4 separate regions of the Mus musculus genome follow, and regions 1, 3 and 4 are each linked to region 2. Evidence: chromatin contacts called from public HiChIP or PLAC-seq and promoter capture Hi-C data. All regions are on one chromosome and are shown on one strand. Each heading gives the region's core, a stretch centred on a gene start, on an enhancer-like site or on the middle of the called end of the contact. The rest is flanking DNA. Distances are from core to core; before and after follow the strand shown.

Region 1 (6,740 bases), core at 535-3,034, 160 kb after region 2:
GGGGTCCGGCTGACCTGGGGTCTGCCCCAGAGATAGCATGCTGCTGGCAAAGGGGCAAAGGCTCCCTCGGAGAGCAGGTCACAGTTCTTCCGAGTTGTAGACACTTGAGTGGGCCATGTGGGGAGGCACATGACTCAGGCGTCCTGAGGGCAGGGTTGGGCCAGGTGAAAGTATGGGGCCAGCATGGGCATCTACCTCTGAGTGTCTGAGGCAGCACGACAGAGCCTGCATCAGACAGGCGGCTGTCAGCAGCCTCCACAGACGAACAGGCAACAGGCGCTGAGAGGTGAAAGGTTTACTCAGTCAGACAACTAAAACTGGGGACGTAGCTCGGGTGGGCCATCCGGTGCTTACAGAAAGCCTAGGGTTCGCTCCGCCCAAACTGGGCATGCGTGGGGATGTGTGCCCGTAAACCCAGCATTCAGAAGGTGAGGGCAAAAGGATTGCTGTGAGTTTCAAGTTAGCCTGAGCTACATAGTGAGTTCCAGGCCAGCCTAGGCTAGAGTGAGACCCTATTTTGATAAACCAAAAGAAAGAAAGCCCGATGGGGCAGACACATTCTCTTAACCCTGCTTGCTTGGGAGGTAGCAAAAGGTGGACTGGGAGCTGGAAGCTATCCTTAGCTACTCAAGACCCTGTCTTTTCTTTTGTTTCATTTTTTATGTGCATGGGTGTTTAACCTGAATGTATTTATGTGTATCACGTGTGTGCCCAGTGCCCTCACAGGCTTAAAAAAAGGGGATTGGATCCCTCTGGAACTGGAGTTATAGATGCTGGGAACAGAACCTGGGTCCTCTTAACTCCAACGGCATCCCTTCAACTCTGAGGTCCTGCCTTAGAGAGTAGTAATGGAGGTGGGGGGGGGGGCGTGGAGGCTGGAAAAATAGTTCAGCTGAAGAAACATTTGCCTTGCAAACATGAGGACCAGAATTGAATACTTAGAACCCACATAAAAAGCCAGGTGTGGCGGAATGCGTTTTCGATCAGGCCCTGGGGAGAAGGCAGCAAAGCTATTACTCCCCACCACTTGCCAAGTTCCAGGCCAGGGAGAGACCCTACCTCCGACGAAAGGCTGACCTGAGGGATAGTGCAGGCTGTCCTCTGGCCTCTGTCTGTATAAGCATCTGCATATACATAAACACACACATGCACCTGCGCACGAATGCAAGCATGCACAATGATACAAGTAGTGTTTTCCTGTAGGTGTCTGTGCAGGAGTGTGTGAGGCGTGGAGCTGGGAACGGGGAAGGCTGCCTGCTGCTGCCCAGTAATACTCTGTCCTGGTCCCCTGTCTCCAGAGAGCAATGCTAATAACTGTTTGGCATGCAGCATCTGCCTATGTTAATGACCTGCACACATGCCTCAGGCTCACGCGGCGGAGACTCCCCTCCTGTGAAACTGTCTTCCTCCAGGCCTGACCTCAAGGTCCTGAGGCCTCACCCTGACTTCCTTACATCCAGACTGGCCTGGCCTACATCAGTGTTACCTGCCTCCACCCTCTGGTTGTGAACTCCCCAAAGGGAGGGCAATACCCCCCCCCCCGCCCGCATCATCAGAGGACCGGAGCTTCCAGTGATGAAAGATGCTGTCACCTGTGACCTTGACTCAAATCACTATCATCTGTTTTGAGGGAGCAGACGGGGGCAGTGGGACCTCAGAACTGAGCTGGACAATGGCTTTAAAAGTGCCTGGCCACCTTAGAGTTAGCCCCACCCACTCCATGTCCCAATGACTCTGCCATTCCTCTCTTATCGAAAGCCACAAAACCCAGCCATCGAAACTGGTGGCCTCTTGACCCTCATGCCTCGCCCTGTCAGCCAGTGCCCACACCCAGCCGGTCCACTGTCAGCAGCCCTAGAGGGCCTGGAAAGCCAACATCCCAGACTTCCGATGTCTCTTGCCCCATGTGGCTCTGGCCTTCTGCTCCACTCTGGCTTCTTGGGAGGAAGTTGTATCTTACCCTCAGGATGCCAGGCTGGGGTGGGGAGCCCGCAGGCCAAGGGTACTACCTATAAAGATAAGGGGAATCTGAGGCTGCCGGCTGTGGCGGCGACGCCGCTGGAGGATCAAAGTCGGCCCCAGGGGAGAGGCCGGTGAGGGCTGTCACCTGTCCTCCGGATCTCTCAGGCACACTCTTTCCTTCCTTCCAGGACAGAGAGACTTCTGTGAACCCCAGCCAGCATAGGAAACGGAGAACTAGAGGGAGAGGGGCTAGTCCAGGCTCCCGTTGCCAGTCCTGGGATACATCTCAGTTACCCCACATGCAAAATCGACAGTAAGAGAGACTGAGTCAGTTTTATTACACGAGATAAGGGACTGGAACGCAGCAGCCAGCTCGGCGCCGGTCACGGTCATCTGCATGCGTGCCGCAAAGCAGTCCCCTTTCGCAGGGTCCAAAATCCTCAGCTTCGTTCCTGAAACACACGGAGCGGCTCCCCCCACCCCAAGTTCTCTGAGGGCCCCAACTTCCACCATCCCTCCCTGCTGTTGATGTCACTTTGAGTTTCAAAGCACCCCTCCCTCCTCCAAGGGAAGAGGCAGAGAGTCTACCCTGCCTCCTGCCAGGACCGAACTGGTGACTGGGTTTCCAGAGAATGACAGGCACTGAGCAGAGAGTGCTGACTCAGCACCCGGAGCTAAGGCTTACTTAGCAACCCGGCCAGGCCTTGGGCAAACAGAGCTGTGGGCAGCCACACCCCGCCACAGGAATGCAGTAGCATTCCTGGGGGCTGCCACAGCAGCAGGGTTGGGACCTGGGGGGCAGGTAAGCTGCCTCCCTTTCCGTCCTCTTTCCCTGGACAGAAGGGCGTCTCACAGTAGGTCCTGGGGCTCTGCAGCAGCCTTGGCTCTGGGTCCCAGACACAGTAACAGACCACAAGCAGGCCTCAGGGGAGGGGGCCAAAGTGAAGGGCAAAGAGACTCTGAGATTTATAGTCTACGCGACATTGGACAAAGCCTGCCTGCCTAAGATTTTGGCTGAAAAGCAGCCCTAGCATGAAAACCTTCAGCGAGGGGACCTTCAGTTACGGATTCCACACCCCTGTGAGGTGTGGATGAAGATCTCCATTAGGATGAGGGGAGCCTTGAGTGTTGGATCAGAGAGGGATTTATACCTCCCTGAGACAGCACAGCATGGCTAGATTCCAGGATAGGTCGCTTTCACCCTTCATGTCTACTGTCTTTTTAATTTTTTTTTAAAGATTTATTTATTATAGGTAAGTACACTCTAGCTGTCTTCAGACACCCCAGAAGAGGGCATCAGATCTCATTATGGATGGTTGTGAGCCACCATGTAGTTGCTGGGATTTGAACTCAGGACCTTCGGAAGAGCACTCAGTGCTCTTACCCACTAAGCCATCTCTCCAGCCCCTTTTAAATTTTTTTAAATTTATTTTATGTATGTGAGTACACTGTCGCTGTCTTCAGACACACCAGAAGAGGGCATCAGATCCCATTACAGATGGTTGTGAGCCACCATGTGGTTGCTGGGAATTGAACTCAGAACCTCTGCAAGAGCAGTCAGTGCTTTTAACCACTGAGCCATCTCTCCTGCCCCTATATCTACTGTCTTAAGCAAATCTGAGTCCCAGGTATAGTGACCCCAGATCCTCCTCAAGGAGGGGGGGGGCTATTGGGAGGTTTAGGTAAAGAAATCCTGGCTTTTATCTCCTCTCTTCCAGGAACTGTGTCCTGGTGGGGACCCTTCTTCTACCCTCCCCCCCCCCAGGAAAGCCTCCTTTCCTTCCTCTAGCAAGACCGCTTCCTCTTCTTCTTCCTCTTCCTCTACCTGCCTTTGTCCTTTTCTGTGTTGCTCTGGAGCAGGGGAGGCAGCTCTTTCAGGAACAGAACTCTTGACTCTGGACTGGACCTGCTCAGTGGTCCGGTTTCTGTCTTGCTGTGCTATCGGGGAGATCTCCCACACTCTCTGGACCAGAACTATTTCAGATCTTAGAGCATTCGTCTAGACTCTTTCAAGGACTTGAGCATCCTTCTTCTGAAAATCCAAAATTTGAACTCGGCTGGCCATCCCGTGTCACTCACAGACACCGACGGTTTGAGTTTCTGAATTGGAGATACTAGAGCTGTGTTACCAAAACTGCACTGAAGACAGAATATACCTCAGCTACCTGTCCTTGGAAAATCCGAGTCCGTCCAGGTGTGCGCCCAAGACCTCTGCCGCCTCCTTTAATGCCCCAGGTCTGCTTGCTTTTGCTTCCCCCTAGGGTATGGAGCCAGACTCTGTGAAGCAAGCTAGGCTCTCCAGCCCCTAGAAGAACTGCCTGCCCAGCCGAGGGAAGGGACCACAGCCTCCATTCACCATTCATTGCTAAGCCTGGATCCGGGGGAGCCTTTGTGGCAGGAACAAAACCTGAGGATCAGCTGTTATCTGAGAGGCCCCTCCCGGAAGCCTGAGAGGTGCGCTGTGCCCCTCCTGGGCCCTGCAGTAGAGAGCCATGCCCTGGACGCTCCCTACTCCCCTGGGTGTGAGGCTGGGGGCGGGGAGGGGGGGAAGGGGGCGGACAGAGAGTAAAGTAGAATTCTGATTCCAATTTCATCCTCAGAAGACTGGGTCGTGGCTTGATCCTATTATCAAATTTGAGGCTCACAAACTGTACCCCAAGTCAGATCCTGCCACCATCCTGAGTAAGACAATTTAAAAAGGAGAGCGGGCTGGCTCCGGTGGACACACCTTTCATCCCAGCACTTGGGAGGCAGAGGCAAATGGATATCTCTGAGTTCGAGGCCAGCCTGGTCTACAAAGTGAGTCCAGGACACAGAGAAAACTTGTCTCACAAAAACAAATAGACAAAAAAAAAAATAGAAAGCAGAAAAAGATTTCTTGAGTGTGGTCACATTGGGAGTAGGGACAGAGAGTTCACAAACTTCCCACTCTTGGGTCGGCTCTGAAGTGAGACTAATGGTTAAATGGAGAGCTGAGGATGTGTACATCTAGGCAGCCTGGGTCAAGGCGCGGTCCCATACCCACCCACCCATTGTTGTCTGGGCTTTCAGCCTCAGCAGTAGGGTGGTCCAACAAGCTATGTGGATTCTCCCATCAGGGGACAAATTCCCTCCCAGAAGGGTAGGGCCTTTCCCTTCTCCCATTTTGAGATTCCTGGGGAAATTCCAATTTATGAAGTTGCTAATTATTTGGGCTGCACTGTTTCCTTGGCCTGATAGTCACCTTGAAAGACAAGGTCATCCCTTTAGAATGTCATCTTTTCTGCCAGATCTGTTTTAATGAGAAGTCTCTGTCTCATTGTTCACTAAAGGAGGACATGGCAGGCCCAAGCACACACACACACACACACACACACACACACACACACACACACACACAATGCAACAAAAGGAGACAGGGTAGTGGGTACCACCAGCAGGTTGAGGATTCTCAGAGGTTTCAATGTATAGAACTCAGACCATAGCAAAGGCTGGGTCTGAATGCAGAATATGCACGTGTGCCCTTGTGTGCACACTTGAGCAGAACCCGTGACTGCTTAGAGTGAACCTGCTCCCCTCCCCCACCCTCTGGGAACACCTTCATAACGTCCTCACTTCTAACCAAGGGCCCTATATTACAGGACTGAAGACTGTGTCCCTAGGGAGAAAGGGAAGCCCCGCCTGCTGGGGCTCTCCAGACCCTGCGGATCAGACTGCACATTAAAGCTGCGAGTCAGCCCGTGTCTCTCCGAGGCTTTGGGCTACAGTTTTTGCCTGGCTTGAGCCCCAGGCATTCTAGGAGCCAGATTCTCCCAGCTAAGAGTGATGAACAACTCAGCTGTAGACCACCCCTGGGGGCATCTGAGAGCATCAGGGTGTGTGTGTGTGTGTGTGTGTGTGTGTGTGTGTGTGTGTGTGTGTGTGTGTGTTAGTGTGGTGTGTCTTTTCAGGAGCCCTCAGCTCTGAGCCAGGATCCAGGGACAAGGTCCCCAAGTGGAGGAGGTTAAGGCAGACAGCCATGACTTCATTTCTAGGCAAGGGGACTGGAGCCCCAAGGTCACACTCCTGGGCTACCGCCAGCCAGCAAGGACAGAGACTTTAGGACTAGCTTATTTAACAAACGAGTGTGGACGCATATGGAGGTTTTTCCGACCCCCACCCCATCCCTGGCTCTCTCTCTCTCTCTCTCTCTCTCTCTCTCTCACACACACACACACACACACACACACACACACACACACACACACACACACACACACACACACAGTCCTTCTCTACTGACCTTCTGGGTCTCCCTTTCTTTGTCTGTCCCTTCTCTCACTATCCTGTTTTGTGGAGGCAACAACTTCCCCAGCGTGGGCGACTCTGGTGTGGCTCAGGCCTCAGCCCTAGTAGAGAAGCCTGCCCCTCGCTGGAAGGTCTGTCTGAGAAGCTGAGACCCCTAGCTCCTGCTTCCACATCGAGTCTCCTCCAAGTCTCTTGTCTACACTCTGAGTGTCTAGGATGTAGTTCCGAAGTGGGAAATAAGTTTTAAAACACACAGCCGGGTGTGGTGGCGCACATCTTTAATCCCTGCACTTGGGAGGCAGAGGCAGGTGGATTTCTGAGTTCGAGGCCAGCCTGGTCTACAAAGTGAGTTCCAGGACAGCCAGAGCTATACAGAGAAACCCTGTCTCAAAAAACCAAAAAAAAAAAAAAAAGTTTTAAAACACAGTGGAGCGCTTGTCTATCTCAGAGGAAGGGAGGCCTTGAGGTTCATCCTCAGAATTAAGCAAACACAGTGACTGGGGTGGTAGGTG
Region 2 (6,628 bases), core at 3,508-6,007:
GGGAGTTTAAGACAGCCTTCCAGATGGAAGGAAGTAGGCCAAGACCCTCTCCTTGATAGACGAGCAACAGACTTTTCAGGGTATGGCATGTTCTCCAAGGTCCAAAGACTACAAACTGATCAGAAAGCTGGGACTCCTGGGAAAAACAGAGGCGCAGCACAGCCCCGACCTTCCAGGTGCCGCTCAGCTAGGTCTGCCTAGGGGAGGGACAGCACCCGGCCTTGCTGCTGTCTGGGCTTTCCTCCTTGAATCCTGGCTGAGTCGCCCTGCACCTTGCTGCAGGAGACAGCAAAGAGACACACCTGCTAAGCAGCCACAGCACACCCTGTAGATCCCATACAGGTCTCTAAGCATCCCCAGGACAGGAGGTTCTTAGCCCTACTTACAGATGGGGAAACTGTGTCCTGACCATGACATAAATGGCCCCCTAGACAGAGCCACACACCAGAGTTCTCACTGTCCATCTTTCTCTCCCTATCAGCAAGAACATTAGCATTAATTCAGTCTAAACTTTCATGGCCTCAGCCCAGCTCTCTGACATCAGGCAGGCCCCCTCTCCCACTGCCCATGACTGTAAGTGCCTGCTTTTGAAACCCAGTCACACTAAGTGCCGGACACCAGGCGGTGTCTGATACATGCTGGGTACAGAGCACACCTCAGCAGTAGACAAGCCTGGCCACTCCAGCCCAACCACCACAAATCTACCCCATGCACCGTGGCCTGGGAACACACCCAGGCCACTCAGCCCCCTACTGGACTTTCCTGCAGGTATGGCCGGGCCCCATGCTCTGGACGCTGTGACTCTGGGACCAGTTTCTCATCCAGTGCCAGATTAGTACAACATCAAAAGCTTACAGGTGAACACGGGTTCCCTGCTCGCCCTCCCTTTGTGAGAAATGAAGTTCATATACAATGGCAGGACCATGAGGAGCCAGCTTGGGCCGTTAGGATGGATGCCTGCACTTAAGCAAAAAACGTGGCCAAAGAAAGACTGTTCTAGGGGCTGGAGAGATAGCTCAGTGGTTAAGAGCACTGACTACTCTTCCAGAGGCCCTGAGTTCAAATCCCAGCAACCACATGGTGGCTCATAACCATCCATAATGAGATCTGATGCCCTCTTCTGGGATGTCTGAACACAGCTACAGTGTACTTACATATAATTAATACATACATACATACATACATACATACATACATACATACATAAATGCTGTTCCAGATGCAGCTTATGGGACAGTGGTCTGCTCAGCAGTTAAGGGGCAGAAAAAAAAAATAGCTCTTTATGTTAGCCACCGTATTCTTAGGACATTCTCCTCATTGGCCGCTCTGGAGACTTGAACCCAGGGACTTCAAAAGGCTAGCACTACCAGTGAGCCACACCTCTGCCCTGTAAGAAAATTTTAGATTTCACCTACTTAAAATAAGATAAAAGCTGGGTGTGGTGACACACACCTTTAATTCCAGCACCTGAGAAGCATGAACAGACCTCTGTGAAGGATGAAGCCAGCCAGGACTACATAACAGCATCCAGGATAGCCAGGGCTATCCTGAGACACTGGCGCAAAGAAAAAAAAGAAAAGGGGGGGGGGAACCATGCCCAGGAATTCACTTTAGTTTTTGCTGGGAAAAATAAATAAGTGAATCAAGCCATAATCCTGAACTTAGGAAGCAGAGGCAGGAGGATCACCCTGAACTCAAAGTTAGCCTGGGTGACAGAGTAAGTACCATTTAGACTCTATTTAAAAAAAACAAAGCAAGCTTTTTAATCAACAATTTCACAATGAAACTACTACCAGGATTTTTCTTGGGTTTTTTTTTTTTTTTTGGGTGGGGGCAGTTGTTTTGGTTTTTCAAGACAGGCTTTCTCAATGTAGCCATATAACCAGCCCTGGCTGCCCTGGACTGGCTTTGTAGACCAAGCTGTCCTTGAACTCAGAGATTCGTCTGCCTCTGAATCCCCAAATGCTAGGACCAAAGGTGTGTACCCCCACACCTGACTTAAAAACGTCCTGACCAGATGATCTGAACCATGCTGAGTGTGCATAGCGATCTGGAGCAAGCTTCCATCCTTCAGAGTCACAGACACACATACCTCAGATCTCCAAAAGGCCAGGGTCTCTCTTCTCAGACAGTGTGCCTGTAGGATCTCCAGCTCGGCTCCCCGCCTCCAGCTCATCACCTGAATCAAAGACACCGGAGAGGAAGCCTCAGTGAGTTTAGTACGCAGCCTGGCAAAAGCCCTCAACTGATGGTAAATGAATGAGTACTGGCCCGCTGTAGAACAGCCTGTGTGCTGGGCCTGGGGACCAAGGAGAATGATCAGGGCCCCAGGCTCCTCTTGGTCCTGGGACAGCCCTGCCCAGCTGGTGATCTTACCCAGTTCAGTGCAGCGTGGACTTCCGAGATGTCCACAACACTGGCACTCACCCCAACGCATACCCCCACTCAGGTGACCTCTGCGGGACGCCAGCCATAAGATCACCACCAGAGAGCGTCACTTCAACCTTTTTTGGTGGGGTTTTGGGTTTCTTGAGACAGGGTCTCACACTACAACTCAGGCTGGCCTAGAGCTTGCAGTGTGGCTCCGGCTATATAGTGAATCACCGGTGAACTATCGACCCACAGTTCTGTCTTGGCCTCCCTAGTGCTGGGATTCTAGGCACACACCACCTCAGGCTTCCCTTTGCTCAAGCACACATTCCCCACCCATCTAAAGCTAAATCTTTCCCACTGGGTGTGGAGGCACAGGCAGGTGGATCTCTGTAAACTCAAAGCCAGCCTGGTCTACAAACCGAGTTCGAGGACAGCCAGACTACAGAGAGAAACCCTGTCTTGGGGGAGGGGAGTACTAAATCTTCCCTCTTATTCACTGTGCTCCAGGTCCTGCTTCCTCCCAACATCCGTCAGTAAAGGACAGGGTTGCCCGACAAGCCTGACAACCTGAGTCTGATTCCTCAAAGCCCACAATGCAGTGGGGCACAGCTGTGATCTCAGCTTTCCCAGGGAGAGCTGCCAGGCAGATGGAAGGAGACTCGGATGGATGCAGGAAGCCAGCCTGCTACACCACACAGCAGGAAGGACAGAGACTCTGACTCAACACGGTAGAAGACGAGAACCCAATCAAGGTGTCCTCTGATCTGCACGCACGCTACAGTTTGAAGAATGGGACAAACCTGATGACTCTGTGGCTTCTCACTGAAGTTGTCACCAAGTTTTATCAATTCTACCTCCAAAATTATCTCCTCCCACTCTGCATCTAATCTAAAATTACTCAAGGCCACCCTTACACCTAAATTAGTCTTTTCTCTCTCTCAATTTTGTGTGTGTGTGTTTATGTGTGTGTGTTTCATGAGACAGAGTTTCTCTGTGTAGCCCTGGCTGTCCTAGAACTCTCTCTGTAGCCCAAGCTGGCCTCAAACTCAGAGATCCACCTGTCTGCCTCCCAAATGCCGGGATTAAAGAAGTTCACCACCACCACCCAGCATCTAGCAATCTCTAACTGATTTCAGGCCCACTCCTTTATGCCTCTTCAGCCTGCCTCAACCTGTGATCTTTCTGGTCCACAAACCGGCTTCTTAAATGCCTTCCCATTAACCTAAAAGTTAAAGTGCTGAACTGGGTTTGCAGCATCCCCAAAGACTTCAGCTGAGCCTGCTGACTTTACCACCCACCTCTGACGGAGGAAGAGGAGCTTGAACATTCGTACAGACAACACCTTCAACTTAGGATGCCCTTGTCCTTCTGCCTCACTCCCCCGTGGAACCTTTCGGCTCAGCTTTCTGAAACACGGGGACTCCCTAGGTTCACCTAAACTGTGTACGGTTTCCCAAGTCAGGCTCCCTTCCTGCAGCGCACTGACATCTGGAAAGCCCGTTTCTCTCTCCCACGTGAGTCTCTGAGCTCTGAACGCTGATGCCGGTGATGACACTTAACAGCAGCAAGGGACTTTCCACGCGTTCACGCTCTTAACTGGCCATGCTAGGCCCTGGACAACATACCACGTAACCCCTCACACATCTCAGAAGACAGATTTTATTATAACCCCATTTTAAGGATGAGGATACTGGGGTGGAGAGAGTCTCCGCTTGGAGCTGAGAACCCTAGTCGCACTCGGGGACCCAGTCCGCCCGCACTTCTGCTCTGTCCTCAGATCTGTCAGGGGCGGAGAGAAACGAGGGAAACGGGATGGAGGGATGGTGGGATGGATGACGAGTGAATGAATGAACGGTCTGTGACGGGAGGTCAGTGCGGCTCCCGGTCCGGGACACATCCAGGTCGCCCCCACCAGCCCCGCGCCGCCCCGCACTTCGCCCCCACGCGGCCGCAGCACGCCCACCCGCCGCAGCCGGCGCGCGGGGTCAGGGGGCGGTGACAGCCCGGCGGCGGGGGCGGAGATGCCACCAGCCGCGGTGTCACCCAGCCCGGGAGGCGACTCGCGCCCCGTCGGCCGCGCGGGTGCATGGCCACCCCTCCGGGCCGCTCCCGCCGCCCCGGGGCCCCGCGGCGCCCTCCGCCCGGGCCTCCCCTCCCCCACACAACCGTCCCGGCGTCCCGTGGCCCCGGTCCCCGGCCGCCTCGGGTCCCGCCTCCCGGGACTTCCGGACCGCTGGCGCCGCCCGGGCCTCACCTGCCATGTCCCGAACCCCACCACAGATGGAGGTGCATCACGGCCGCGAGAAGGCCGGGGGCAGCGCTTCACAGCAGACAAAGGGCGCCGCCATGTTAGAACCGGGCGGAACCGACCTCGCTGGCTTCCCGGCTGGGACTTCCGTCGCTGGCGCAGCGCTCGTCCGAGGTGCGCGACCGCCGGCAGGCGCATGCGCCGTGCCAGCCGAAAGTTAGTGCTCTTCTGGAGTTGGACCTCTTTTAACCCTTGTTTTCCGGCTCCACAGAGAGCTGCCGGGACACTTGCTGTGCACCGGACTCTGTGTTAAGCTCTTTACTGTTTATTGTCTCATTGCTCACACGATACAACCGAGTTCTTTCTCCTCTCTTTGGGAGGAGTGAAAACTTAGGTGCAAAAGGATTACTCAAACATCTTTGTGACAAAGGAAAGATGTGGACCTACTTGTGACTCCCTTTATGGTTTTGGTAATTTTATTTATTTGTTTGTTTGTTGTATTAGGGATCAAACCCAGCAACTCGGACTGGGTAAATAAATTACTCAGTGGCCTGTTGGGAGCCGACTCCTAGCAGAAAGCGGCTGTCATCTCTGCAGCCATCTCGGGCTATTTACTTACAAGTTGGTACTTTTCCACCCTGACAAGAGACTTGTTTTCCTACCATGATGTTTTTGCAAGAAGCCCACCACAGCTGAACACACTCTGATAACATCTTGTTTTTCTCTTACATATCCTGGATTTGTGGTTAAGTATCTCCTGCCATACTCCCAGCAAGTGCATATATACCCATAGTTGCCTTCCAATAAATGAGATTTGATCAGATAGCCTGTCTTGTCTCCATTCTTCGCGTCTCTTGCCCCTGTCCCCACTCTCTCTCTCTCAGACCCTGTTTACTGACCCGCGGGCCAGGTCAGTGGCACAAGTGCTTGCTTGCTACACAAGCTCTATCTTGAAAACCACGGTAAAAGCCAGGGGGCTGGCAGGAGAGATAGCTCAGAGGTTAAGGACACTTTTGCTCTTGTAGAGAACTTGGCTTCGATTCCCGGCACCCACATGGTGACTCCAATTTCAAGAGATCTGATGCCTTCTGCTATTTGCAGGAATTAGACATACATACAAGCATGCAGGCAAAATACTCATAGAATTTAAGTAAACATTAAATAAATAATAGTAATAAAATCTAGGAGTGGTGCATTCTGTAATCCCAGGGATTTATTGGCCAGTCAACCTATCGTATGGAAACCTCAGGCTTCAGTGTCCTGAAGGTTGGAAATTAGATTAGAACTAAAGATGTAGGTCAGTGGTAAAATACTAGCCTAGCATGACTGAGAATGCAGGCTCCATTCCCAGGGAGGAAGTGATATGGGAAGGGCATGAAGAAGGTCAGGGCTGGCAGCCAGGGTGGGTTTGTATTTAATTACTATGCCAGGACTGCAGAATATTAACTGTTATTTATAATTTCACTGAAAACTCTTCAAAGAACAAAGACTTAGCTGAGTGTGATGCACACCTTAATCCCAGCACTTGGAGGCTAGAGACAGGCAGCTCTCTGACTCTGCACACTAAAGATTCATGGTGTAATTTCTAGATGGGTCATATTCATAGCTTGGCCAGGGGTGTGGAAATGGAAAGATTAATACTTAGGAACTGGAAATAGAGATGGCTAAGTGGAACAGATGGATCTCTTGTGTCCTCAATCTCTAAATCTAAAATTCAATGAGACCCCTTGTCAGTCGAAGGTAGCTGTCCCTCCTCCCATTGAGGGCAGTTACTTTGCAAGAGGCTGCTAATGCCATGAGACTCCTCCATCACCTTTCAGTTTCTTCTAGCTCTACAAGGAGAGAAGGTTCTAGAACATCCTTTGAAGCCAGAACTGTGTCTAACCAAGGAGAAGACATATAATAGAGCACTGACTGCCCTTCCAGAGGTCCTGCATTCAATCCCCAGCTACCATATGGTGGCTCACAACCATCTGTAATGGGATCTGCTGAGTTCTCCTGGTGTGT
Region 3 (6,719 bases), core at 2,901-5,400, 180 kb after region 2:
TTAATCTGTATCAATATACAAAATCCACAGCAAATGTAAACCAATTTGGCTTGTTCATGTTCTTCAGTCTAAGAGTAGATTCAATGATCTACCCCTTTCTCCTATTATCCCTATACCACTGAGGTGTGTCTTTCTCTAGTCCAGGGGTACATTTTGATTTTTGAGGTAGGGTCTGTGTAGTCTTGGCTGGCCTAGAATGCACTAGAGTGAGTTCTTCCTGCCTCTGCCTCCCACGGGCTAGAATTACAGCCGTGCACCACCAAGCCTGGCTGAATCCCATGATGTTTAGGTGCCCTCCACCCTCTTTGTTTGGGTGGGGACAGAGATGGAACCTGGGGCCTCCTGTGTGTGAGCTAAACTTTAGTCTTAGGAAGGGTCTTGCCCGGCAGCCCCACTTCAGGAGACAGTCTTCTGATATTGGGTGGAGTTTGTGGGCCAGAGGATAGGGCAGGGCCACAGGTGTGTTTGGGCTACTTGGTGGGCAAGACAGTAGATGTGACTGGGCTACTTGGTGGGCGGGGCAGCAGGTGTGTCTGGGCCACTTGGTGGGCTCTCCTTCTACCCACTCTACACTTTTTCCCCTCCTTTTTATCCCCTGCCCCCAACATTAGGTAAGAGAGAAAAGGAAATAGAGAGGAAAGAAAAGATCCCTGAATAAAGTCAGGGGTCAGAAATGTTTTTCGTTAGACCACTTCCTGCTGATTAGAGGTGTGAGTTCCTTGGGGCAAGTTTGGTCTTCGCTGTCTGGATTTCCAATTTCTTCTTGTTTCTTTTTTGTGCAGGACTACTGAACAAACTACAAACAACAACCAAACAACAACAACGACCCACCATGCCTCTCTGGGTGCCTAGCATTTATCTACCCTCTGAAAAGTCCCCAGAATTCCGAACGGCACACAACCACAGAAAATGCCTGCAGCTGGCAAAGTCACTCCCCAGCTCAAGCACGAGGCAACTCATTGTCAGCTGCTGTGGGTCGTTTGAAACAGCTTTGTCCCATACCTGGTTTGTGTGTGTGTGTGTGTGTGTGTGTGTGTGTGTGTGTGTATGTGTGTGTGTTTTAAGGAAACCAAAATTCCAGACTTCTTACAACAAGCAGGTCCCAGCAAAGGCAGATATGAGTACTAGAGCCTTCCAAGTCAGCTCCTGAGAGCCAAGGCCTAAAGACCAGTTGGATAGACAGTGCCAGACCTCTGCCCCCACTGTGCCCTCCGCACCTCCTATCCTGCAGACAGCAGCCTGTGCACCTCCTTCTGCAACAAGCAGAGGCAGGGCCCTGGGTCCTTAGCCAAGGCCAACTGCCAGGCCCGGGCCTCCTGGGCAGAAGCAGGAGAACCGTGATTCTGCCTGGAGGCGGGAGAGAGAGTGGCATGGCCCCTTGGAGATCTTTTGAAATATTGTTTGCTGCCTGACTGTGTGTGTGGTGTGTGTGTGTGTGTGTGTTCTCGCACACAAGCATGTCAGGACCAGCCCAGGCTCCCAGTGTGTAGCTGGGACCCTCTGCCAGCTGAGTCCAGATGTGCCAGGCAACCCAGACCCTAGGGAGCTTCTGGCCTCTATTTTCTTTTTTCTCTGTTGTTTTTTGAAAACAAGATCTCACTGTAGGGCTTTGGTTGGCCTGGTACTCACTCTGTAAACTAGGCTGGCCTTGAACTCACAGAGCTCTGTGAGGAGTCCGTTTTTTATATCCCATTTTATATCCACTCACAAACTAGGCCACAGGCTGTTTGCTGTCTGTCCTGGGTAAAAGGTACTCTGCTTCTGCAGGTCTGCAGTTGATCTGTCTGACTGAGGGGCTTTAAGGCTGTCAGCTGCAGCCTCCATTAACACCTCAGAGTGACACAGGGGTTGGCTCCATAAAGCTGGGAATTGCGCTCCTCTAAGTTGAAGTCACTGGGAGGAAAGGGGAGGGGGACTTACCTCTGCCTTTTGTTCCCAGTAAGTGTATGACTGTCAGAGCATGTGTTCACATGGTAAAAGCTCACTGAGAGTTTACTCACTCAGATCATGAATTAAATAAGAGATTGTAGAGAGAATGCCTACATGCTTATATAGTAGGGGCAATTATCTGGCTTAATTTTCACCATTTGTCACTGACTTGGAGAGTCATGGGAAGTTTAAGACTGTAACTAAGCCCTCCTTGAAGTCTTGTTTAGACACTCCTAGTCACTACCCTTTTTCTTTTTTTCTTTTTTTCTTTTTTTCTTTTTTTTTTTTTTTTTGTGTCTTTTCCAGACAGGGTTTCTCTGTATAGCTCTGGCTGTCCTAGAACTCACTCTGTAGACCAGTAACTCAGAGATCTGCCTGCCTCTGCCTCCCAAGTGCTGGGATTAAAGGCGTGCGCCACCACGCCCGGCTCCTAGTCACTATCTTATCTCCTGGTTTTGCACCTGGTGTTCTGTGGTGTATGTCTTCTTTATGACCTTCGGTTAATGGTTTCTGTAACCCCTTGGGATATACCCTAAGTTTTAGAAGTCTGCTGTTATCTAAGAAGCAATTAAGCCGTCCTGTTAAAAAGGGACTCGAATATACCATTTGGTAATGATGGTAACCCTCCCCAATTCTTGGTGACCCTAGCATGCTGGCTGTTTCTGCAGATTAAACACTCTTTGTCTTTGTATACTATCCGAATCTGGGGTCTTCCTTCAGAGGATTGCGGATCTTACCCTGACCTGCTTCTGTCTCCCCACTGCCACCCCTGTTTAAAGCTGAAGCAGAGCCTTATTTTTTTCCCCTAGTGAGTACACTGTTGCTATCTTCAGACTCACCAGAAGAGGGCGTCAGATCCCATTAGAGATGGTTGTGAGCCACCATGTGGTTGCTGGGAATTGAACTCAGGACCTCTGGAAGAGCAGTCAGTGCTCTTAACCGCTGAGCCATCTCTCCAGCCTGAAGCAGAGAGTCTTAAAGGAGCTAGATGTCTTCCTACATTCATGGTATTCAGGTATGAAAATATATGGATTTGGGCCAGCAAGTTGACTCAGCAGGTAAAGGCGCTGGCCACCAAGCCTGATGACTGAAATTCAATCCCTGGAACCCACATGTGGAAGAAAGAGAACTTGATTTTTGCAGTTACCCTCTGACATCCCCCCCACCCCCCCCCACACACATAAGCTCTGTGGTACACGCAGCCCCTCCCTGTGGTCCATCTCACCACTGGGGTGTGTGAACTCTGCTCAGACAGACAAAAGGGTTATGAACATAGCCTAAGGGGGGGGTGGGGGGGAGCAGCCTGGGTGAGACACAGCACAGGCTGAGGCTGAGGAGACAGGAGTTCAGTTGCAACTGGAAACTTCAAGAGTCAGGAACAGAGGGTCAAGGGTCCGTGGGCCTCTCATGAGGAGCTCAGGGCTGGGGCTCCCAAACTCCCGGACATCCCGATTCTGCTGGGTCACAAGGGGTTGGGGATGGAGTTGGGGTCTGCAGGCTGAGGATGACAGGGATGGGGGACTCTGGCTTAGCTGTGGTGGCGAGTCTGGGCATGTAGAGGGTCCTTCTACGGGAGGTTTAGACAGCAGCGTTGTGACTCAGTAGTCAAAGGCCTTCTCTATGCTCCCCACTGCGATGAAAGAGATGGTCCTTGATTCCAAATTGTTTATTGTTCATCATGGAAAATGGGTGAGTACCTCCTTCTCAGGGTGGACTAGTGATTAAATAAATACCCTTTGCAGGGAGGAAGGTCCAAGAAGGGATGCTTATTGGCTAAGTCCTCAGGGCCTCTAGATACCTCATCAGCATGGAGAACTCTGTTCTTTGGAAAGAGTCCAACTCTTTAACAGATTCTACCTGGGCAGGACTTGAGCCTGGAGCTCGCTGTAGTGTGAGCCCTGAGGGCATGGGATATACAGGACAGGGCGGACCCAAGAGGCTCTGATCAGGGTCTCTCTCAAATGGCCCAAGAATTTCTTCCGCCCTGCCCTCACCTGAGTGCTTGGGTTGCAGGCACCACCCTGCCGCTTATGCAGTACAGGAATCTTGCCCTGGGTCACTCCAACACTGGTGCCTCCCCAGCCCCTAGTCCCCCTTTATGGGGCAGAAGGGTCTTACTTTGTAGGAGGGGGGGGGTCTCCTCGGCTACGGTCCTCCTGACATAGCCCCTCCCACTTCCCCAGGGAGTGCTTGGCTAATCGCTGTGCACTGCCACACCCAGCTTGCTAGGACGATGTGTAAACACATATTGGATCCCAGCCCAGCGAATGAGTCCGCGCTGACAGACATGGCAGGCTGACGGAATGAATGAAGTGAAAGCCTGAGTCGGCACGGTGGGGGAACACAAACCGCACGGGACCCAGGAGTGTTTCCTGGTCCTGGCTGGTGTGGGTGGGGCCTGGGTTTCATCCAAGAAAGAAAGGAAAAGAAAAGAATGAAAGAAAGAAAAAGATGAAAAAGAAAGAAAGAGGGGGGTGGGGGAAGAAGGAAGAGTTAGGTCGCCAGCAATTCCCCCCAAAATGTTTTTCAACATGGTCTGTTATCCTAGCCCTCAGGAGGGGCAGGCCTGGGCCAAGGCCAGCATGAGCTTCGTTAAGACCCTCTGTAAAGCTTTTTTTTGGTTTTGTTGTTGTTGTTGTTTGTTTAAAGATTGTGTACATCGTCGGGGCTTGGCAGCTCACCTCTCTCATGCCAGTACTTGGGAAGGGAAGAAGAGGTTTGCCTTGAGTTTGAGGCTAGCCTGGACTACAATGTGAGAACTGGGGACGCAGGGGGAGGAAAGGAAAAACAATCAACCCCATTGGTGACCCATGTGGCCATCACGTGACTCCTGACGTCATGAGCAGAGGACTCTGTTTACCTCTGTGGTGTTCCCGCCGAAAGCCGCAGCAACTCCGGCTTCGTCATGAGAAAAACATCAGATACACCCAAATTGCAGGATCGTGTACAAAATACCGACCAGAAAGCCTCAAAATTGCCCAGGTCAGGAAAACCCAGGAAAAACAAGGGAAAACAGAGGAGCTGAGTCAGACAGACAGGGAAGTTAGAGGACAGACAGGAGAGGGCACGTGTGGACTGAGTAAGACCCGGGCGAGGTTCAGCTCACGCTCACGTGGACGCAGTAGAGGGGGAACCACCTGGACTTCAGGGTGGATCCAAAGAACGAAAACCTAAATACAAAACCGATTCGGAGCGGGGCTGGGGCGGGGGTAAGGATGCCGCGCAGTTTGGGAGGATCAAGTGGGACCCAAAGCCAAGTTCCATCCCCAGCACCACATGAACCTGCGGTGGTAGCTTGGGTCTGTAATTCTAGCACTGAGAGGTGGGGGCAGGAGATTTAGGAGTTCGAAGTCATCCTGGACTATGTAGGGAGTCCGAGTCTGTCTTGGGCTGGAGACCTTGCCTTAAAAAACAATCCCAGCACTTGGGAGGCAGAGGCAGGCGGATTTCTGAGTTCAAGGCCAGTCTGGTCTACAGAGTGAGTTCCAGGACAGCCAGGGCTACACAGAGAAACCCTGTCTCGAAAAAACCAGAACCAACCAACCAACCAAATCAATAGAAACCAACTTGTGCAAAGAACATTAGAAAGAAGGAGAATCCTTGGTTACATTGTGAGTTTGAGCCAATGGGCCTATCTAAACCCTGCCCCAGGAAACTGAAGAGAGACTGGTGTGTGGGCTCGGAGGGAGAGTGTATCCATCAAACACAGAACAACAGCAGGAGGAAAACAGACACGCTCCCACATCGCCCTAAAACCTTAGTCAGCATTCCTCCCTGACCACCCATGGCCGGGGCCACCCCTTCTTCTCTTTAGGAGAGAGAGAGAGAGAGAGAGAGAGAGAGAGAGAGAGAGAGAGAGAGAGAGAGAGAGAGAGAGAGAGGTGTGAAGCAAGCCCTAGCTGTCCTGGACCTGCCCCTGCCTCTCTTGTGTGGGGATTAAGGGTGTGCACCACCATGCCTGGGCCCCTTCTCTAAGCCCCGAAGAAGACCCCATCCCAACTGTTCACAGCTAACTCACCCTCTGGGTCAGCAGAGGTGCCCCCAGTGGCCCATGGGACTCCAGGGTCAACCCTGCTCAGCCTGGCTCTCAGGACTGCACACATGGCTACTGCTGCCATTTGGATCTAAGTGTCCCAGACACCAAGGGTCACGACACGAGGTGGGTTATGGCAAATGAACCTGGGAGGTATTATTAGGTCACTGGGAGGGGATACGGAGACCCCACCTCTCCCTCTGTGTGTCAGACATGTCCACCATGAATTACTGGGCTACCATTGGCTCAGAGCACCAAGGCCAGGTGACTCTGGATTGAAACCTCTAAAGACTCAGAATACACGTTTCTTCTTAAATTATTTCAAGCATTTTGTTGCTGTGACAGAAAGCTACCCCACTGTGTAGGGCCTACAAGTGAAAGCTACACTTAATAGGCCCAACAGCACACACTAATCCTGATCAGTGCACAGGAAACCATGGATCCAAGCTGGTCCAATCACATCTCTATTCTGACACAGCTTTTGCTGGAAAAAAAAATATCTGCAATACATATTTATGTCTTTATTCCGGGGACTTGTTTTCTGTGTAGTCCTGTGTCCTGGAACTCTGTAGACCAGGCTGGCCTTGAACTCAGAGATCCACCTGCCTCTGCCTCCTGAGTGCTATGATTAAAGGTAAGCGCCACCGCTGCCCAGCTAATGTTACATATTTTAAACTGTATGTAGGGGGTCGGAGAGGTGGCTTGGGGGTTAAAGGCACTGACTGGGACCTGGTTTTGGTTCCTAGCTCATGGTGGC
Region 4 (7,324 bases), core at 3,379-5,878, 160 kb before region 2:
TTCATGCTGAATTTGCCCTGGGGCTCAGAGAGCTGGGGAGGCCAGCAGGGCCATGTTGGGTGCAGGCTACAGAACCTAGGGTTGGTATGCCACGGGAGGAGGGATAATTCTAAGAGAGGGCTTGGGATGGCTTTAGTGAGGCCACAGGGCCTCAGCACAAGAAAACTGATGAGGACCCTTTGGAGAAACTGAGGCCAGGATTGCCTCCCTGCTGTTGGCAGAGGGGCTCTGACTCACAAGGCCTAGAGCCAGAGAGGAAGGCTTGAGGCTCGAGGACCCATCCCCCACCTCCCCCACCCTCAGTCTAGAGCCCTGCTCACCCAGCTCAGCAGCTGTGGGAAATGGCAGGCTTGGGCAAGCTGGGCCAGAATCGGCTCAGGCCCCCAAAGCAGAGGATTAAATTTGCTTTCATAGTCAAGACACAGGAAGATGGCCCTCCCTGCCTGATGAGGCAGAATCACATAGGCTTGCATGAAGTCCCATCATCCGTCCACAAGCCTCCTAGATCCCGGGCACTGGGTGGGTGGGTGTGTCAAGACAGGGTTTCTTTGTGTATAGCCCTGGCTATCCTGGAAGACCAGGCTGACCTCAAACTCACAGAGATCCTCCTGCCTCTGTCTCCTGAGTGCTAGCAGCAAGGGTGTGTGCCACAGCCATTCAGCAACCCCAGGCTCTTTTATCTACAACTTTCCACACCAGGGAAGTTGTGGCAATCCTACAGGAACCTCAGACACTGAGAGAAAAAGGGAGGGCCCCCCCAAAAGAAGGCTGAACTAACCCAGGGGTCCCTATAAACCCACATCCCTACCTTTAGCTCTTCTCAGTCACACCAGAAGAGGACATCAGATCCCATTATGAATGGTTATTAGCCACTGTGTGGGTGCTGGGAATTGAACTCAAGATCTCTGGAAGAGCAGTCCGTGTTCTTAACCACAGAGCCATCTCTCCAGCCCCCTATTTACTTTATCTGTGGCTCTTCAAGACAGACTTTCTCCGTACAGTCTGGCTGTCCTGGAACTCACTCTGTAGATCAAGCTGGCCTCGAACTCAGAGATCCGATTGCTTCTGCCTCCCGAGTGCTGGGATCAAAGGTGTGTACTATCGTTAGCTAGCTCCTCAACCTGTTTTCTTATAAAACTCAGGATGGCCCCACTCACAGTGGCTGGGTCCTCCCCCACCAATCACTAATTAAGAAAATGCCCTACAGGGTTCTCTACAGCCTGATCCTATGGATGCATTTCTCAATAAAGGTTACTTCCTCAGATTCGTTCAGCTTGTGTCCAGTTGACATAAAACTACCCAGCCCCATCTCTATCTACAGTTTCCCCATCACTTACAAGAAGGCCACAGCCGTGAGTTGCAAGAGAGTGAGGTCCAGAGAATCAATTTGCCCAAGGTCAAACAGGCTGCCAGGGTCACGCAAGAGCAACGATACCGATACCGGGAAGTGCTCTAGCCCATCCCTGCTACCATCTGGGACCCCTCAAGCCCAACCTAATGCAGCCCCACCCTTGTCCACCAGGGCATTTGTGAAACTGTGTTCAGGAAATCTGGTCTCCTTCAACTTAAGGCAGATAAGCGGAAAGATGGGGAAGCCAGAGCCTTCCTGTGACTGTTTGCCAAGGACTGGGCCGCCACACTTCATGCATGCGCACATGAGCTGCCATACCTGACCCAGAAATGTAATTTTAACTGGTTTGGGGGAAACAGAGGCCAGGCAGTTGGATCTAGGTTTAGCCCAACAAGCTCGCCAAGGAGAGACAGCTGAAAGGACATTCTCTCAAGTTTCCAGGCCTAGGGTCCATGATGTGGCTCAGGGAGCTTAGGAGCAAAGGACCATATTCCCAGAGGAGAACACTTCCTTCCTGCCCTCCGGCCAGTTGGTCGAAGTACTTGGATCTTGCTGGACTGTAGATGTAGTAAGCAGAATGCTCTAGAAGCTAGGCAAGAATGATGTGGGAACCCCAGGCCTTCCACAGGAGGGTGCCAATGATAAACAGACCCTCAGTGTGCTCTCTGGATGTCTGTGGCTCTGACATTCCTACTGAGGGAAGGCTATGTGCTGTGTGTGCTGTGTGCTGGCAGACCCCTTTAATCTCAGCACTTGGGAGGCGGAAGCAAGTGGATCTCTGTGAGTTGGAGGTCAATCTGGGTTCAGTCTAGCCGAGGCTACATAGGGAGACCCTATCCAAAATAAAATTGGGAGGTGGTGCTTGTTCAAGGTCAGTCAGTACCAGACAACTAAGAGTTCGTTTGGCCTATGCTTCTGTGGTCCTTCATCACAGACTAACAATGACTTCAGAGATGCCGTCCCACCCGCCACCTCTCTATCTCAATCCCTTGACCTTCCGTCCTGGCACATGCCACTATTGGTAACTGTTGCCCTGTTTTGTCTTCACCCCCACACCATTTATGTCTCTGCTCCTTCCTAGTGTAACCCATTCATAATCTCCCCATCTAGGCAAGGATTAATGTCCAGACTTGGTTCCTATTGGCTCCTGACTCTCTCTACCAGGCAGCCAGAGCCCAGACCATGTTTACAGGGCCTCCTCAATCCCCACTGTGGAAGGTAAGAGAGCTATACTTCCCAACAGAGGAGTCTGGATGGCAGCAAATATCACCCACTCCCTGGATCTTATCCCTAAGCCCTTCTCCTTCTGCCTGCAGGGTCTCAGCAGTCATGGCCCTAGTAGAGGGCTCTCTTCTTGTCCACTGGGACTTCTGAGGGGAGAAGAGACCTGGTCTGAGCTTGGCAGGGAGGGGGGAGGGGAGCAGAGTCCATGAGCTGGCAGACAGAGGGCGTGTATTCTCTGCCTGCACACTTCCTGGGTTTCCATTGCAGGAAGTTTGGCACCTGCCTATCGGTGCCACTGATACCCAGGCTGGTGCAGGCGACTTTTAGCCAGGACAATACCCCAACTGGAAGCAGCAACAGCAGCAGCAGCAGGAGGAGGTGGAACAGAGGCCAGGGGTGCAGGACAGCTGGTGAGTGGTAGCAGCTAGACCCCTTCCAGACTGCCTTAGACTGTGGATGTGGGAAGCCTGGCTCCTAGATTAATCCCTTTGACCTTGGCGAAGGCCCCAAGTCAACCCTTCCTTCCGTGTGGCGTCTCATTGTGGGGTAACCGGGTAGGTCAGTACCACCTTGACTCAGTGGCGCCCCCCTTTCTCAGCTGAGGTGTAAGAGTCTCCACACCTGCCACAGACAAGAGGCCCCATTGCCAGGTTGGGAACGCACCCAAGGGGCCCCTGGGCACCGGTAGCCTCAGCATAATACTGGGTTCTGTCCTTGGCTCTCATCTGGGGATGGTGGCAGCAATCCAGCCTCTGGGACTAGCAGATCCGGGTGCCTAAGGGGCACTCTCCGGTCTGGCTTGAATCTAGCCTTGTCCAGTGCCCATTGCACAAGCCTCGGTCCTCGCCGGCTTCAGTGTCTGGTCTGTGGGGTGGGACCTATCAGCCCTGGAGTAGAGTCTGGAAGGGTTAGATGAAAGGTTTGAAAGGGACACAAGGGAAGTCTCTAGAAACAGCAGTTACTGTCGTCGTTGTGACTCCACACTGGCGGGTAGAATCAAATGGAAAAATCTAATGGCAAAGACTGGGGAGGCCATTAAGGGGGTGGGGCTTAGTGGGGAGGCGGAGGATGGAGCTGAGCACCCAGACACCCCACTCTGACACCTCTCTTCTGCAGCAATACAAGGACCACCTCGAGGAGCTGTTGTATGTGGGGGGGGGGGGCGAGGAGGGCTGCAGAAGGGGACCTAATCCTTCCTAGTTACCCCCCCCCCATGACTCTGGGTCCAGCTCTCCCCTGCCCAGTCCCCCATTGTGCCTCTAATCGAAAGAACAATCGGCTTGCCTGGGAATCAGACCTAGATTCCTTTCCCCTGCAATGTCTTCAGGTCTCTAGGGACCTGAGCTGTCCAGAGCAGCCCCAACCCAGGCCGCAGGGCCCTGTGCTCTGCTTCTTCAGGGGCCAGTAACAGGGCCGGAAAGCAAACAGGTGACCTGATTGTTTCCCCTGTCTCCTGTAAGGGCCTCTTTCCACTACAGGACCTGAGACCCACTTGTAGAAGGATTCATAGGCTCACACAGGCAGTGACAGCCCAGGACAGCAGATCCAGGTGACTTGCTTCGCTGGGGTGTCTGAAAACCCTACCCCAGGCATCCTTTGAATAAGCCCCGCAACTCCAGTATATGTTAGCATTATCGCTTTAACTCTAGGCCACGTTGCAGAGGTGGGCTGTGCGGACCCCATTTTAGGAATTAAAGATTGAGGCTTAAGAAAACGGGGTTGACAGTCCAGGTCATGCGTCTAGCCTAACTTATGACCCTGAAGGATTTCAGAGTCAGTCTGGCTACAAGTACCCCTCTCCACCAATTGGGGCAGGTGGAGCCTCTCATCCAGGTGACCTAGAGCGAGGTTGGCTAAGGATCCCACTCCCCAGCCCGCCCCGCCCCTCCCCGGTGCACCGTGGGGGTGGGCAGCGGAGGAGGAGCCACAGGGAAGGGGAGGAGTGGTGGGAACAAAGGGAGGGGGCGCGGCCACAGGTGGGGGGGCAGGTAGGGCGAGCCAGCGCCCCCTCCCCGAGCGTCACCTTTTATGGTAAGGCGCGCGCGGGGCGGCGGGCGGAGGGAGGCTGGGGCGGGAGCAAGGGGCGGAGGCGCAGCGCCGGCGGAGGCCGGGCGTGGGGAGCGCGGCAGGTAAGCGGGTGCGGCGTGGGGGTCCTGGCTGTGCTCCCCGGGCAGGGTCAACTTCAGGTGGCCACATGGGCAACTCTCGGCCACCGTACTGAACCCAGCTCGGCGCGGTTGGGGGGCTCGGGGCGGGTACTGTGTCTTGTCCCTGTGTGTCCCAGGATCTCAGCCATTGGGGACTCTGGGAGGCTGTGCGGGGACGGCACAGGGGTCATCTCCTGGCTCTTGATTGGGACGGGTTGAGCAGGGCAGAGGCTCCCGCACAAAGAGGATAGCGTCCCGCATATGGATCGAATTATAGTCACTGCGGTGACCCGGCCAACTGTCCCGCTCTGCTGCTGTGCCAGGGAGCAGAGTTCCCGAGTTCTTTTGCCCCTCCCGGACCCTGTTTCCAGCTCCAGTCTGGAGAGGGAAAGGAGGGTCCTGGGGTCTCCTCGCCTGGCTTGGCGGGGTGTGGAAGTGGGCGATCCCCAAAGTGAGTGCAACTACTCCCCCATCTCCAGGCCAGACCTGAGGTCCCAGGGGGAGAGGCTGGGCAGCGCCCAGATTCCAGCTTTTAACAATGGAGATCACTGTCCTCCAGCCGCAGGGCTCCTTCTTCCCCCCTGGGGCTGAACGACCAGCTGGCCTCCCCAGCCACCCTCCAGGGCAGACTTCTATTCTCTTTATGAATAGAAAGCGAGCCCAGAGAGGTTGAGTGACCGCGTCAAGGTCGCCCAGTACAAAAGACCGGTAGCCTGAGGAGATCTGACTTCTGCGCCTCTTCCTTTCTCTGGTCTAGGAAAGAGGATGAGAGAGGCCCTTAGCCTTCTGAGATCGCAAGGTGTCTTGTGGGAGTGAGTGGGGGGACATTCACTCTTCCACTTTCAGCAAAGTTTAATTCTAGTCCTCAACTTAGATTGCTTATTGGTCTGTGTGAAAGAGCAATGCTTAGAAATGACTCGGAGGTGGCTTTAGAGTGCGGGCAAAGAGTTATCGAGGCCGCCAGCACATCCCCTCCCAGGGGCTGCAGCCTAAGGCCGGCCCTGGCTGGCTGGCTGGCCGGCTCTCAGCCTCCTTCCTTCCTCTTGACAGGAAATGACTTTCTTTCCCTTTGTTCCCACTTTCTCCGCTTACCCAACTGGATCTGGGTGTCTGATTTGCCCTCCGGGGGAGGAAGGATGGGGGTGGAGGGTCTGCTGGGAAGTTTTCATAGAATGCTCCCCCCAACCCCCACCCCACCCCCGCCTGGGTGAACTCAGGGTTAGTGGGACCAAAGGGAAGCGCCAGCAGGCTCTCCTTAAGGGACCTGACAGGGCTTTGAAAATCCCCAGCGCTGCTCCATCCCTGAGGTCCCCACCTCTGCATGACAACGTAAAGGGCGGGTATGGCTGCCCAGCTGCGAACATCTGGCCTTCACGCTGGATGTTTCCGAGAAAGCAGGGAGAACGGAATGGGGGGTCAGAGTCGGGGTGGGGGTGGGGGTGGAGGAGGGTTCCTGAAGAGCCACAGCCTGTCTCAGAGGACCCGCCTAGAATGTGTTGACCGCAAGAAACTGGTTTGGATTGGGTTATTGGGGGAAGGGGTGGAGCTTGGAGTGGGGGAGGAGGCTTGTGTGGTCCAGGGAAGAAAAAGTCCAAGGATGCCCCAGGACTTTCAGGTTGCTGGATCCTCTGAAAGGATTCCAAGCCTGCTGGAGGGCCAAGAAAATCCACTCTAAGTCTTGTTGGGACTGCGTGACAGAGGCTCCCTACAGCTGAGGTTTGAAGGCTGAGCTCTCGACTCTATAAATGTCAGTGGAGTTGAGGGAGGGTCTAACTATGTAGCCCAGGCTGGGTTGGAACCCATGGTCCTCCTGTCTCAGGTTTCCTGAGTTCTGAGATTACAGTTGCAAGTATGTGTGGCCGTTCTTGGCTTCAATTTGTTTGTTTGTTTCTTTGTTTGGGCTAGTGTGGGATTTGCTATGTAGACCAGTCTGGCCTTGAACTGACAAGAGAAGAGATCTGCTTGCTCTTCTGCCTCTGAGTGCTAGGATTAAAAGTATGAGCCCTCATTCCTGGTGAGGTGTGTGTGTGTGTGTGTGTGTGTGTGCACATACACATATTTTATACACTTTTTTTTACTAGACAGGGTTTCTCTGTGTAGCCCTGTCTGTCTTGGAACTCACTCTGTAGTCCAGGCTGGCTTTGAACTCACAGAGATCTGCCTGCCTCTGCCTCCCAAGTGCTGGGATTAGAGGTGTGTACCACTATTGCCCAGGCCCCCAATTTTTTTTTTTTTAAAAGATTTTACCCTTTTGGGAAACAGGGTTTCTCTGTGTAGCCCTGGCTATTCTGGAAATCGCTGTGTAGACCAGGCTGGCCTCCAACTCACAGACATTCCCCTGTTTCTTGCCTTTGGCACATCTGATTAAAAGCATGTGTCACCTCGCCTGACACTCCCAGAGCTATTTTCTTGGTCTGTGTCTCTGTCAGCCTGCAGGAGGGTCTAAGGAAGCCAACGCACTTTAGGGATCAGAGGAAGGCCTGTGAGTGACCATGTGGGAGCCCCATCCCATCAGGGACTCTGGATCTGTCACCCCTCTCTACTGTCCAGCCCCATTTAGACTAGCCATACACCTCCCTAAGCACCCGTGACTGGGCTTCAG

The links. HiChIP or PLAC-seq counts read pairs in DNA pulled down with a chosen protein or histone mark. Capture Hi-C pulls out chosen DNA fragments and counts their contacts.
Region 1: an H3K27ac HiChIP or PLAC-seq map of embryonic stem cells shows a contact between it and region 2, with 9 read pairs. The contact joins the enhancer-like site here to the promoter of Zbtb17 in region 2. A contact is called at or near these places in 1 of 484 Hi-C or Micro-C datasets (nephron progenitors), 3 of 115 datasets of contacts at active chromatin or transcription factors (embryonic stem cells and extraembryonic endoderm stem cells) and 1 of 9 other capture datasets (adipose tissue).
Region 3: an HNF4G HiChIP or PLAC-seq map of pancreatic cancer cells shows a contact between it and region 2. The contact joins the enhancer-like site here to the promoter of Zbtb17 in region 2. A contact is called at or near these places in 1 of 39 promoter capture datasets (liver), 2 of 484 Hi-C or Micro-C datasets (embryonic stem cells and liver), 4 of 115 datasets of contacts at active chromatin or transcription factors (embryonic midbrain, embryonic stem cells and pancreatic cancer cells) and 3 of 9 other capture datasets (adipose tissue, liver and pancreatic islet).
Region 4: a promoter capture Hi-C map of liver shows a contact between it and region 2. The contact joins the promoter of Fblim1 here to the promoter of Zbtb17 in region 2. A contact is called at or near these places in 5 of 39 promoter capture datasets (the 3T3-L1 cell line, embryonic stem cells, hematopoietic stem and progenitor cells and 2 more), 1 of 15 datasets of contacts at CTCF or cohesin (stem cell-derived epiblast-like cells), 4 of 484 Hi-C or Micro-C datasets (B cells, bone marrow-derived macrophages and embryonic stem cells), 21 of 115 datasets of contacts at active chromatin or transcription factors (the 230-238 cell line, the NIH/3T3 cell line, bone marrow-derived macrophages and 13 more) and 5 of 9 other capture datasets (adipose tissue, embryonic stem cells, liver and 2 more).

The regions. Positions count from the first base shown.
Region 1 is chr4:141,282,990-141,289,729 of GRCm38.p6, reverse strand. No RefSeq gene overlaps it. Among named protein-coding and RNA genes, the nearest start is that of Gm13056, 7.9 kb to the right of the region's middle. Within about 2 kb of position 1,784, at least 114 of the 459 cell types and tissues checked have an H3K27ac peak or open chromatin away from gene starts, as enhancers often do. A contact at or near this core is called in embryonic stem cells and extraembryonic endoderm stem cells, where this site is marked.
Region 2 is chr4:141,442,802-141,449,429 of GRCm38.p6, reverse strand. Zbtb17 (zinc finger and BTB domain containing 17) reads right to left here and starts at 4,757. Exons shown (of 16, transcript NM_009541.2): 1 at 4,628-4,757; 2 at 2,093-2,179. Gm42337 reads left to right here and starts at 516. Exons shown (of 4, transcript XM_030253993.1): 1 at 516-573; 2 at 2,381-2,449; 3 at 4,247-4,837; 4 at 5,126-5,444. The coding sequence starts at 516. The coding sequence ends at 5,193.
Region 3 is chr4:141,257,667-141,264,385 of GRCm38.p6, reverse strand. It overlaps a transcript of Arhgef19 not described here. Among named protein-coding and RNA genes, the nearest start is that of Gm52686, 12 kb to the right of the region's middle. Within about 2 kb of position 4,150, at least 49 of the 459 cell types and tissues checked have an H3K27ac peak or open chromatin away from gene starts, as enhancers often do. A contact at or near this core is called in liver and pancreatic cancer cells, where this site is marked.
Region 4 is chr4:141,597,228-141,604,551 of GRCm38.p6, reverse strand. Fblim1 (filamin binding LIM protein 1) reads left to right here and starts at 4,628. Exons shown (of 9, transcript NM_001163256.1): 1 at 4,628-4,704.